Regions from separate parts of the Gossypium hirsutum genome. Here regions 1, 3 and 4 are each linked to region 2. A link is a contact called in public Hi-C data. All regions are on one chromosome and are shown on one strand. The core of a region is the stretch at or near the end of the contact, and the rest is flanking DNA. Distances in the headings are between cores, read along the strand shown.

Region 1 (2,819 bases), core at 121-2,620, 240 kb after region 2:
TGTATAATTTATGCATCATCATTTCAAATTACTTGTTAATCATTTTACATATTGATAATGCATAAAATTATATATTTATATTGCATCAAAAATAAATTTAAATTGATAATTAAATCCATAAAATTAATAAGGTAATTTCTTTTCAAATAAATTCATACAATGGAGAAAGCAGGATTGAATGCATTAAACCCAAAATAAAACTACTACTAGCTTAATTTCCATAAAAAATACAAGAACCACCTGGTGACATACAGCATACTACAGTAAAGGCATGCAAATGCAAGCCTTACTATTCTTCTTTAAGTAGGATGTGTTGCTTCAGTTGAGCTCTCTTCGTCTGTTGGCGAATCCTTCTCCGTGTCTCATGATCCAAAACCTTTCTATCTCTTCAGCTTTTCGACCTGGAATCCTACCAGCAATTAAGGCCCACCTATGTAAATAATTCAAGTATTAGGTTTAATTATTCGGAATAATAAAATCAACCACCACTCCATTCGAAACAAAAATAGATGCATTTTTTAATTAGGACTACACTGAATCCAGTGGGTTTCGTGTAACAAAACAGTAAAAAAACAAATACTACAAATATTATTGTACTTTCCGAGTGAACTTATTTTCCACGTTGAATAGCAGCCATGGAATAATGGAGCCACTGCTCTGTTATATTTCCTATATTCACCAATAGGACAATAACAATTGTCTGACATTATTGGTTTAGGAATAAATAAATAAAAAATACATGACCAGACAAAGCATTCTTAACTAATGCCCAGTGCCCACGATTAATTGCTCAATCATTTAAATTGCAAGTTGCTTGCAATCGTGTCCTGTTTATGATCATAAGAGCATATGTAAAGAAACAAAATGTTTCAAATATCTGAAACCAGTGATAGCTATGTATTTGAGATTTCCTTACTTGTCACCAACGAGTTTGTACATTCTATAAATTAGATCCTCTTCTTGTTCAGACATGTTTATGAATTCCCACTCAATGCTGCTCACCTCTGCCATAACATTCAGACGACCAAACAGAGTTAACCTTAACCAACCCCAAGTGTTTTAAAACAATGGAAAATGGACTAGTCAAAAACAATAAATTAAGAAGAAATAAAAGAACCCCAAAAATCAAGGGAAATGGGTGCTGTTGTTCCGATAAAAAACAAAAGGAAATAACCTACCTTCAGAGCAGCAGCCACTAGTCTTTGGTTGCTTCCGGCGACGTCCGTCCATATCTTTAATTTGCAAAAGGAGGCTGAGAATTTGAAGAGAATAAAAGATACCTAATACTCCAAAGTAGAAGTGGTGATAAGCACACGTGAATAGGATTGAAGTACAGAGGATGAGAGGAGCAATTAATAGTTTCCTCAAAGATAAGTGGTATAAATATTCTATGGACTTTATATAAATGGGCCTTCCCTTGGGACAAATGGCAACGAACGACGGATCCTACCAAACAAACGAAATTAAATTCCGTTGACTTGTAGTTGTCGCTGTTTAATTCGTAAGCATTGAGGTACAATCTTTAATTTCAGAACTAAAATTAAAAACTCGTATATGTTTGTTTTATTGTTATTTAAAAGGCATTATTCTCATTATAACCTCTAAACTATACTTATTTTTTATATAGGTATCTACTCTTTTTTTTTCTCAAATAGATGCCTGAACTTTAATTAGGTTAATTTTTTTAGTCCAAATGCCTAATTTTGTCTGAAAAAAATTCTCTGACCAATCCGGATTTGAAATGTGTCCATGCCAGATATTTAAAATAAATAATTTTGTTTCAATTTGTTGCTACCGTCTCAAACCCCATCCCCATTTGCTTAAGCCCTCGGGGGTCATATGAATGTGCACCGCCGTGACAGGGCTTGGCTTCACCAAGCATACCCCGTTGCTGTTGGCGGTAACGGTGTATTCAACAACCCACGAATGCATGATCCATCGATTCACCTTCTACCCTCCTCTCCATTTCATCATATCCCTCTTACAATTTGATGGCGGCGACGGCAACATCTATAAATTTTCTGGCAACTCTTCCGATGTTAAACAGTTCTTTTTGTTACTCAACCAAAGCAGTCCATTCAAGGACGTCGACTAATAATAATGTTAACCAGAAAATGAATATCAGCAACAAGGAAATACGCATTGAAGAGCTTGATCTAGAGCTTTGATATGGAAAACACTACATTTTTAATATTTTATTTCTTTCTTTATTTGTTCTTTTTTTTAAAAAAATTATTTATTTCTTTTAATATCTAACATTGACATGTGTCAAACTCGGATAGATCAAGGAATTTTTTCCAAATAGGATTAGACAATTCGACTAAAAAAGTTAACTGAGATAAAACTCATTATGTAGTGATCTGAAAAATATTCTTAATCGATTTTGATGGAGGAACTCTAAATCACTTAAAGGAATTCATTGGAACTCTTGGCAAAGGTTATGTTGTCTGAAGTCGAAAGGAGGGTTGGGTAAGCAATACTGGCGAATTCTGACTCAACCAAATTGCTTGTTAGCTAAAGTTTTTAAAGCATGTTATTTCCCTTCCACTAATCTAGAACCATCCAATGTGGGTTCTTACCCTTCGTTTACCTAGAAGAGCATTTTGATCGTTAGTTTTGTGTTTTGATTCAATTGGTTCGAACCCACACTCGAAGTATTTCGTGGTACGAGAATAGTGGAAAATATCATTTGGTTGAAAATTGGGAATGGCAAGGATTCATTTATTAAAAAAATAGCTACGATTTCAGTCTAGGGTTTATTTCTATAAATATCACGGATCGGGTCAGTTTTCAAAATTGCCATTTTCCGCTGTGCAAGA
Region 2 (2,700 bases), core at 178-2,677:
GGTTCGAATCTCACGATTGTTTTGTTTGAGTAATTTCCGAGCTAAAGCTAAAAAGAGTTTAATTAATCATGGAAAGAATCATGCTTGAAAATAAATGGTTTAAGTGGAATTGTAGAAAGTGGAAAGGGAAAGGGCCTTGGAAGGTATTAAACCAAAAGTTGAAAGTAAAAGAAAAAGAATGAAAATGGCATAATGAAAAGTGACGCAGGTAATGGGAAGGAAAAATGAAAAGAAAATAAAAGAATTTATTAAAGCTTAGCTAACTGTGTTCAATTAATTGTAGTCATTAGGTATTTATACACAGTTTTAATGCTAAAATTTAGTTAGATTTTTCCTAAATATTATCACTAAATAATTTTAAATTTAAAAATCAAATTTAAACTATAATTTAAACTAATACAGAGTTGTAATAATATAAAAAATCTTTCAATTTTTATCTTGCCACTTTTAAAAAAAAATCTTCAACCCTTCAATCTTTATCCAGTCATATTTGAATATTCAATCTTTTAATCAAGTCCTCATCTTTGGTTTTTGTTCCAATTTAGCCCCTTTTTGTAAGAGTTTGAATTCAGTACACCAACTTCATTTCTGACAAGAAAAATCCAAATTTAATAGCATTTTATTTGATAATTAGAAAAAAATAAATATATAAAAAATATAAATTTATCTTGCTATCACCCTACCATTAGTTGTAAATTATGAGTTTAGTTAAATTATTTTTGAATTTTATATTTATAGAAATTTAAAATTTTAATCCAAAGCCAAGCAATAGTATTTAAATTCATTAAAATAAACTGTACTATTAGTCCCCTAATTTAAGTTGTGAGTTTATCTTTGTTTTCTAATTTATTATTATTATTTATACTTTTCGGATTTTAAATCCTAAACTATTAAATTCATTAACGAGAATGACGAGTATTATATGACAATAATAAATATATATATAATAATATATTTGTTGGATAAGATTTTAAAACTAGCATATTTTAATTCAATGAATGTAATATCTAAGTCAGGACTAAAATATAAAATTGAAAATGACAAAATCTAAACCTCTAAATTACGTATGAATTATACTAATAACAAAGTTTAAGGTATGAAGGAAAAATATTTGATTAATCCAGTTTACAGTGCCACATTCAACTTTTGAAATAATAATGCAAACATCCTGATTATATTAATGAAATAATCTACGGTAGAGATTTGTTTGATGGAAGGTTTAGGTTGAAACATATATAGTGACATAATCGAGGCGATGCAAATATTGTGGAAGAAAACAAAAAGAGACAAGCTGCATGAAACAAAGCTTAGTGAAATAATTATTGACCTCCATAGGCTTGTTTTTCTCCTCGCAATGCCGTGTAAATCCCGTCTTTTGATTATATTCTCTATAAAATAGTTAAAAAGGAAGATACACATTTTATCCTAGCAGAAATGCCACTTTTATTTATTATTATATTGTTTTCATTTGGCAGGGAAGAAAGGGAAGGAGGGAGTTTATCAATTTTATATAACAAATATATTTTATTATACTTTCATCTTTATTTATATTTCAATAAGTTGATCCTCAATCTTGCATAAAATAACTAAAAGTATACTTTGACATAAATTTAATTTCCGTAATTAATAAATTATAATATTTGAGATTAAAATTAAATAAATAAGTATTTCTATGATTAATTCTATTTTACGCTCTATATATACATGGATAAGAGAGAGAATTTAGCAGCAATGGAGAAGGGTAAGTGCAGGGTATGCGTTACAGGAGCCGCTGGTTTCATTGCCTCTTCACTGGTCAAGAAGCTACTGGAGAAAGGATATACCGTCCACGCTACCCTCAGAAATTTGGGTACGCTTAGTATTTCTCTTCCATTTCTGTCATCGTGTTTGATTGTGTTTCTAATGCAATATTTCCATTACAGGCGATGCTTCAAAGGTTCAACTCCTTAAGAGCTTTCCTCATGCGGACACAGAATTAGTTTTGTTTGAAGCTGATATAAACAGGCCAAATGAGTTTGAGCAAGCTATTCATGGCTGTACGTTCGTTTTCCATGTTGCGACTCCCTTGCAACCCTCTGATGCTTCTCAGGTTTCTCTCTTGTGACATTACTTTTTCATCCTCTTTATAGTTTAAACTTTGAACCATGCCGGTTTTGACGATTTTTGAACAGTTTAAAAACACGAGTGAGGCTGCAGTTTCTGCAATAAAAAGTATTGCAGAGTGTTGTATAAAATCAGGTAGTGTGAAACGATTAATATACACAGCCTCTGTTTGTGCTGCATCGCCATTGAAAGACGATGGGAGTGGTTACAAGGACTCCATAGATGAAACCTGTTGGACGGCCCTTAATCTTTCACTTGCTTCCTCTAATGGCTTCTTTAAGGCAAGTTGTACATTTTATTACTTGAAAACAATATATCAGATCACGATAGCTAAGAATTCTGTATGTTAATTGTTGGGGGCCGGGTAGGATTACACAGTATCAAAGACATTGGCAGAGAAAGAAGTTTTGGGGTATGGGAGCAGTGAAAAAGATGGTGGAATGAAGGTGGTAACCCTAGCTTGTGGCATTGTTGGAGGAGATACTGTTTTATCTTATACACCTGGAAGTGTGGCTGCTTTCATTTCGCAAGTTACACATAACGCGCGTTCATACCGAAGTGTGAAATACGCGGAAGAACTGCTGGGGAAACTTCCGA
Region 3 (2,700 bases), core at 61-2,560, 140 kb before region 2:
AGTTCGGAGTTGGGAGCGTAGGGCCCACCCACCATTTGGCCGCTCGTCACACCCCACCATGCATTGCCATGCCACCATTACTTCCTCATTTCTACATCTTTAATTTGCTTACTTTACCAATCCATGTACATCTTAATTAGATGTTAAATTACCACTCATTATCAAACCAAAACTTCCACATCCTATATTTCAATCTAATATTTTGCATTTATTATTACTTTTTAAAAAATAAAAATAAAACTTAGCGCTATATTAATTATGGTAATCAATATTGTATCAATTAATATGTATTGTTTCGATCCTAAATCAATATCAAGTAATTTATATTCTATTCTTATCAAAATTTCGATGTATCAAACATTCTATGATATAGAGACTTGGAAATCGGACTGCCCCAAACTAATTTTTTTATACAAATTTGATTTGATGCACCATTTGATTTAACCTGTACAATAAATTGACATTAATTATTACTTGTTGACTATGACTGACATATATTACTATGTGTTATTTTTTCTTAAAAGAGTTCTTTTGAGATAATTGAATTTGTTGGAAAACGATGAAATTGGCTTAGTAGAAACTGATTTTCCTTCACTCCTCTATAATTTATCCTAGTATGGAATGTGTCATGGGTGTGTTTTATTTTGGATTTTTTCCAGTTTTACTTTGATAAGGAAACAGGTTTAAAGAATAGTAAGTATAGAAGTACAATTATATAATTGATGGAAGTAACAAGATATACATAATATAATTAATGTTAATATTATATTAAGATAAGTATTTGACTTAGTGATTAAATTAATATTTTATCGATTTAAATAACACATGTTCAAATATCATTACATGTAAAATTTTTATTGACTTTTTTAAAATAAAAAGATTAAAATATTCTCGAATAATATAAATTAATTTAATTGTGAAAGGATATTTTTTCATAATTTTCCTAATCGAGTTACTACTCAATTAACTCATGACATCAACTCATTCTACAACAAAAACTAATTAAAAAAGAATCTGAATGAAAATAGAAAAGTTAAAGGGATGAGAAGTGCAATATTGCCAAAATCTGCCTTTCATTGTAGTCGACCCCACGTCAATCTGGCGTTATTAACTTCCTTATCTAGTGAACCAAAGGCAATATTAACCAATTCTCACAATAATCCAAGCCCATAAAGGTAATTTCAGAATTCATCAGTTGTACTCAAGCTGGCATTTCCGGAATTCTAAGGTTGGAGTATGGGCAAAGTCGGGAATGGACAAAAAAACATTTTAGGAATTAAAGAAAAAAAAAAGAGGCTGACAAATTTGTATTATTAATAATTTTAAAGAAAACGCCTATAAAATGCAAGCCTAAGAATCTTCTCTCTATCTCCCAATCCGCCATACCCAAAATCATTAACACACAGCAATTTGCCTTTGCCTTTCTTACGATAAAAAAACAATTTATCTATCTTTGCAGACACTTTGAGGAAAACAAGAGAGCGCATTGAAATTGGTGAGCAAACAAAATTCCTATCCTTTTTCACCTCTTTTCCCATATAAACTTGGAGAGTTCTGAGTTCTGACTCAATACCACCTTCCCTTCCCTCCATATCTCTGTCTCACTCTTTTACTGAAAAGCACTGAGCTTCCTCAGGTACTTGAAATTTCTGAATTTCAAACTGCACTTTATCCACATACTTACTCTGATTCTGTTTTATTCTTTTTCTGTTCTATTGAATTTCTTTCATTTCTTTTATTTTGTTACAGGTGATTTGAATCTCTTTCTTTGATTTCTTTTTGTTCGTTTGAAATTTTCAAAGTTTTGGAACAGGATATGAAGTTGAATTTTTGTTTCACATTTCAAATTCTTTGATTTCTTAGTTTCCTCTTCTTTCCGATTTCATTAATTTTGCACTTTTTTTAAAAAAAACGTTTAATCTCTAATCTCTAATCTCTAGTGGGAAATTGAAGTTTCTTATCGGTTGACTGTATTGACTATCCGTCAAATAAAGTGAAAGCTTGAAAATGTTTTGAGTTATTGTCTTGGTTTTTCAGATTGCTGCTTAATTATCATATAAGCTTGTTCCCCTTTTTGTCTTTATTTTTAAATTAGTGGTTATTTTTTTTCACCTCAAGTAATTTCTTTTTCTTGCATTTATTGATAGCAAAAGAAATCTCCATTCTGCTTCCGTTTGGTAGAAGAGAAAGAGAGCGGAAAACATGATTGTATTCTTTTAAAAATTATTTTTCTATGCTTTCAGATCACTTTATTCTTTTTCCTAAATAAGAAGTAAATAGTCTTCATATAATTTGATTTCCTTTATTTTTTTTTTTAAGGTTGTAGTTTGAGTAAGTAAGGATGTTAGAAAAGATGGAAATTTTACACGTAGAAAAAGTGATAGAAGAGTTCGAAACGATGACCAAAGATGCTGAGAATGTTCAAAGGGAGACCTTAAAGAAAATTTTAGAAGAAAATGGAAGCGCCGAGTATTTGCAGAATCTGGGTCTCAATGGCAGAACTGACCCCCAAAGCTTCAAGGCTTGTGTTCCTGTCGTCACTCACCAGGATTTGGAGCCTTATATTCAAAGAATTGTCGATGGTGCTTCTTCCCTGGTTCTCACTGGAAAACCCATAACCACCATATCTCTCAGGTATTCTTTACTTTAATTTTATGTTTTACATGATTTTTTTTTTAAAAATTGAATGATAATTTTTAT
Region 4 (2,824 bases), core at 120-2,619, 200 kb before region 2:
TAGATTCGCTTGAGCCAAAAGAGTAAGACCCATTTCAACAATATGTCTGTGTTTCTGTTCAGCCACAACATTCTGTTCTAACATATATGGGCACGAGAGCCTATGAATAATACCATGTTTAGCCAGAATTACCGTGAAAGCTCGAAACTCACCACCCTAATTACTTTGAAATTGTTTGATATCTTTCCCAAACTAAGTTTTAACCAACTTCTGAAATTGAATAAAACAATCAATGGCCTAAGACTTACGCCGAATGAAAAATAGCCAAGTAAAACAACTAAACATATCAACAAACAAGACATAATACCAATTACTTCTACAAACAAAAGATGGATGTCCCCATAAGTCGAAGACAACCAAGTCAAAAGGATTAGTATATTTAGTAGTAGAGTTTGAAAAAGGAAACTTATGAGACTTTCCTTTTTGAACAGCAGTAAAAATATTATTAAGACAAACTTTATTCGAAACAATTTGACATTTATCTAAAACTGATTTAACAATACGGGCGGAGGGATGACCAAGTCGACGGTGCCATAGTGCAAAAATGTCACAACTGGCGGAGCTAGTTTGAAGTCCAGTGTTATGAACAGAAGGAAAAACACCATTAGAAGCAACCAGTGAGAAATGATAGAGTCCATCATGAGTGTGGCCCGTAACAAAATTTCCTAAGTGTAGATGTCCTTAATAACACAATGAAACGAGTGAAATTCAAAAAGAAGACATTGTTTTCTTTAGAAAACTAGGAAACAAATAACAATTTTTTTCATATATTCGACATACACAAAATATTAGACAGATAGAGCAACTTATTTTTTGTAGGCTAGGTAGAATGTCCGACACGCGTAATTTTTACAAGGTGTCCAATCACCTATAAAAAGAGGAGATGTATCTGAGTATGGTGTAGAATCATTCAAAGCAGAGGCCTCATTGCAAGCATGATGCGTAGCTCCCGAATCAGGATACCACGATGAAGTCCCTATGGTTATAGGAATAGAAGAATCAACATTATCAAAATTGGACCCATACTAGGTCGTATTCACATTAAACTTAGCGGTGTTCGAGAAATCCGACGTAGGCACATCAGAAACCCGTGGCAACGCAACACATGGTAGGGAATAAAAAAAAAGTCAGATCTAAGGCCCTAACTCTAGAAGTTGGCCCAAGAAGAACACACGCTCTAAGCTTTGTTAATCACGGAACACTCGATCCACCATACAGTCCGCCATTTGGCCTATGAATACCCACATCGTTGACATCTAGGCACCCAATACCTTGTTCATGACTAGGTGGGCCCCCAAAGCTAACAAAATTAGCACTCAGCCCAAGTCTTTGACTAGCATCATGTGGCCTAAAAAAGTGGCCTACACCATTCGACCTAGCAATGCCACCATGTGGCCCAAAACTCTGGCTTGTAACAATTGGCCTAGTAAGGCCCACACCATATGACCCAATACCCATAACGTCAAAAAGGTTATGTGAAACCCTAAAATTTGTCATATGTAACACGACCACATCTGGTGGTATACCCTCCCACCATCGGCCATGACTGAAACCTGGTGGAGCCATCATCGACAATGGCCCGAATGGACCTAGAACCTTTGGAGGGAAGGAGAAACCACCATTGGCAGCATCCTCGCGTCGACTCGTAGTACTTGAACCAAAAACATCGCACAACCTCTTCCGTCACTTGTAATCAGAGCCCACGCAGTCGAAGCCCAAGCCACCATCGGCGCAGAGGGTTGTCGTAGTACTTATTGAATCGATAATAACAACGCTGTGCCAAGTGCCCAAACTGACCACAAATTTGGCACTGGATCTAAGAGCGAAATCCCCTCCCACGGTCACCAGTAGAGAAGCGACCACCACGCGCGAGTTCCACCACTATCGGCGTTGGAGCGGCCTTTATCAGATTTGTATAAAACGACACCTCCTGTGCCACACGAGTCTGTCGACTCTCATATTCCAACAGAATATCCACAAGTCTTTGCATGGGAAGAGGTTCGGACGAGAACGACGAACGGGTGAGAACGGCATTGTAATTTAGTGTTAAGCCCGCAAGAACAATCTGCACCTTCTCAACCTCCGAGATTCGAGATCCAAATGCTTCGATCAAGGCACAAGTATTCTGAATCTTAGCCACATATCCTTTAATTGACATATTACCTTTTTTAATTGAAAGCAACTCATGTTTAATGCAAGATAATTTGGCTTCAGTCAAAGCGGTGAACAGGCAGTTTGCGGTACCCAGACATCATATGAAGACTTTGAATCTGTAAAACAAGAGAGAAGAGCACCACTTATTATGGACAAAAACCAGAATGCAAGCAACTTATCTTGCTGATGGAACAACGATGCCTCTGGATTTGGAACCAGAGGACCCTCCGGAGATGGAATAAACCATGGTGGAGCAGGTAAGGTACCTTCAATAAACTTTGTTAACTCATAAGCTTCAACAATCAATTTTATGTATTGTTGCCATTGTACAAAGTTACCTTCATCTAATTTGACAGTATCATGTTGAGGGAAGCATTGAACTAATCGAGAATTTGACAGTACATTGGACGGATTACCATTGTTTGCAAAAACAGAATCAATCAAGTTAGCCATGAAAGCGCAGCACGAGTAAGTCTCCAGGATTTAGGCGAAAGATACCATGTAAGTATATGCAAAGAATTCAACAGAAAAGGAAATGATTGAAATGAATTGAGAAAATTGATTTATTATTGTCTATTTTGATACAGTTTATCAAGTGTATTTATATACAATTTACAAAGGGATAACTACGACTAACAACTTGTGAACAGCTCACTAACAATACTAACAG

Evidence for each region. A called contact is a pair of places that touch in the nucleus more often than the background predicts.
Region 1: a contact with region 2 is called in a Hi-C map of leaf, with 2.7 times the contacts expected there. The contact joins the promoter of LOC107956479 here to the promoter of LOC107948529 in region 2. A contact is called at or near these places in 4 of 34 Hi-C or Micro-C datasets (callus, hypocotyl and leaf).
Region 3: a Hi-C map of leaf shows a contact between it and region 2, with 3 times the contacts expected there. The contact joins the promoter of LOC107952940 here to the promoter of LOC107948529 in region 2. A contact is called at or near these places in 3 of 34 Hi-C or Micro-C datasets (all in leaf).
Region 4: a contact with region 2 is called in a Hi-C map of leaf, with 1.6 times the contacts expected there. The contact joins the promoter of LOC107952938 here to the promoter of LOC107948529 in region 2. A contact is called at or near these places in 2 of 34 Hi-C or Micro-C datasets (both in leaf).

What each region holds. Positions count from the first base shown.
Region 1 is chrA07:30,818,658-30,821,476 of Gossypium_hirsutum_v2.1, reverse strand. LOC107956479 (transcription factor CPC) reads right to left here and starts at 1,370. Exons shown (of 3, transcript XM_016892132.2): 1 at 1,179-1,370; 2 at 917-1,004; 3 at 93-430. The coding sequence starts at 1,230. The coding sequence ends at 319.
Region 2 is chrA07:31,062,678-31,065,377 of Gossypium_hirsutum_v2.1, reverse strand. LOC107948529 (putative anthocyanidin reductase) reads left to right here and starts at 1,427. Exons shown (of 5, transcript XM_016883113.2): 1 at 1,427-1,849; 2 at 1,923-2,089; 3 at 2,172-2,384; 4 at 2,472-2,700. The coding sequence starts at 1,705.
Region 3 is chrA07:31,200,413-31,203,112 of Gossypium_hirsutum_v2.1, reverse strand. It overlaps LOC107952940 (jasmonoyl--L-amino acid synthetase JAR4), which reads left to right and starts at 1,310. Exons shown (of 5, transcript XM_016888147.2): 1 at 1,310-1,636; 2 at 2,320-2,634. The coding sequence starts at 2,342.
Region 4 is chrA07:31,262,141-31,264,964 of Gossypium_hirsutum_v2.1, reverse strand. LOC107952938 reads left to right here and starts at 1,369. Exons shown (of 4, transcript XR_001699002.2): 1 at 1,369-2,120; 2 at 2,200-2,416; 3 at 2,511-2,824.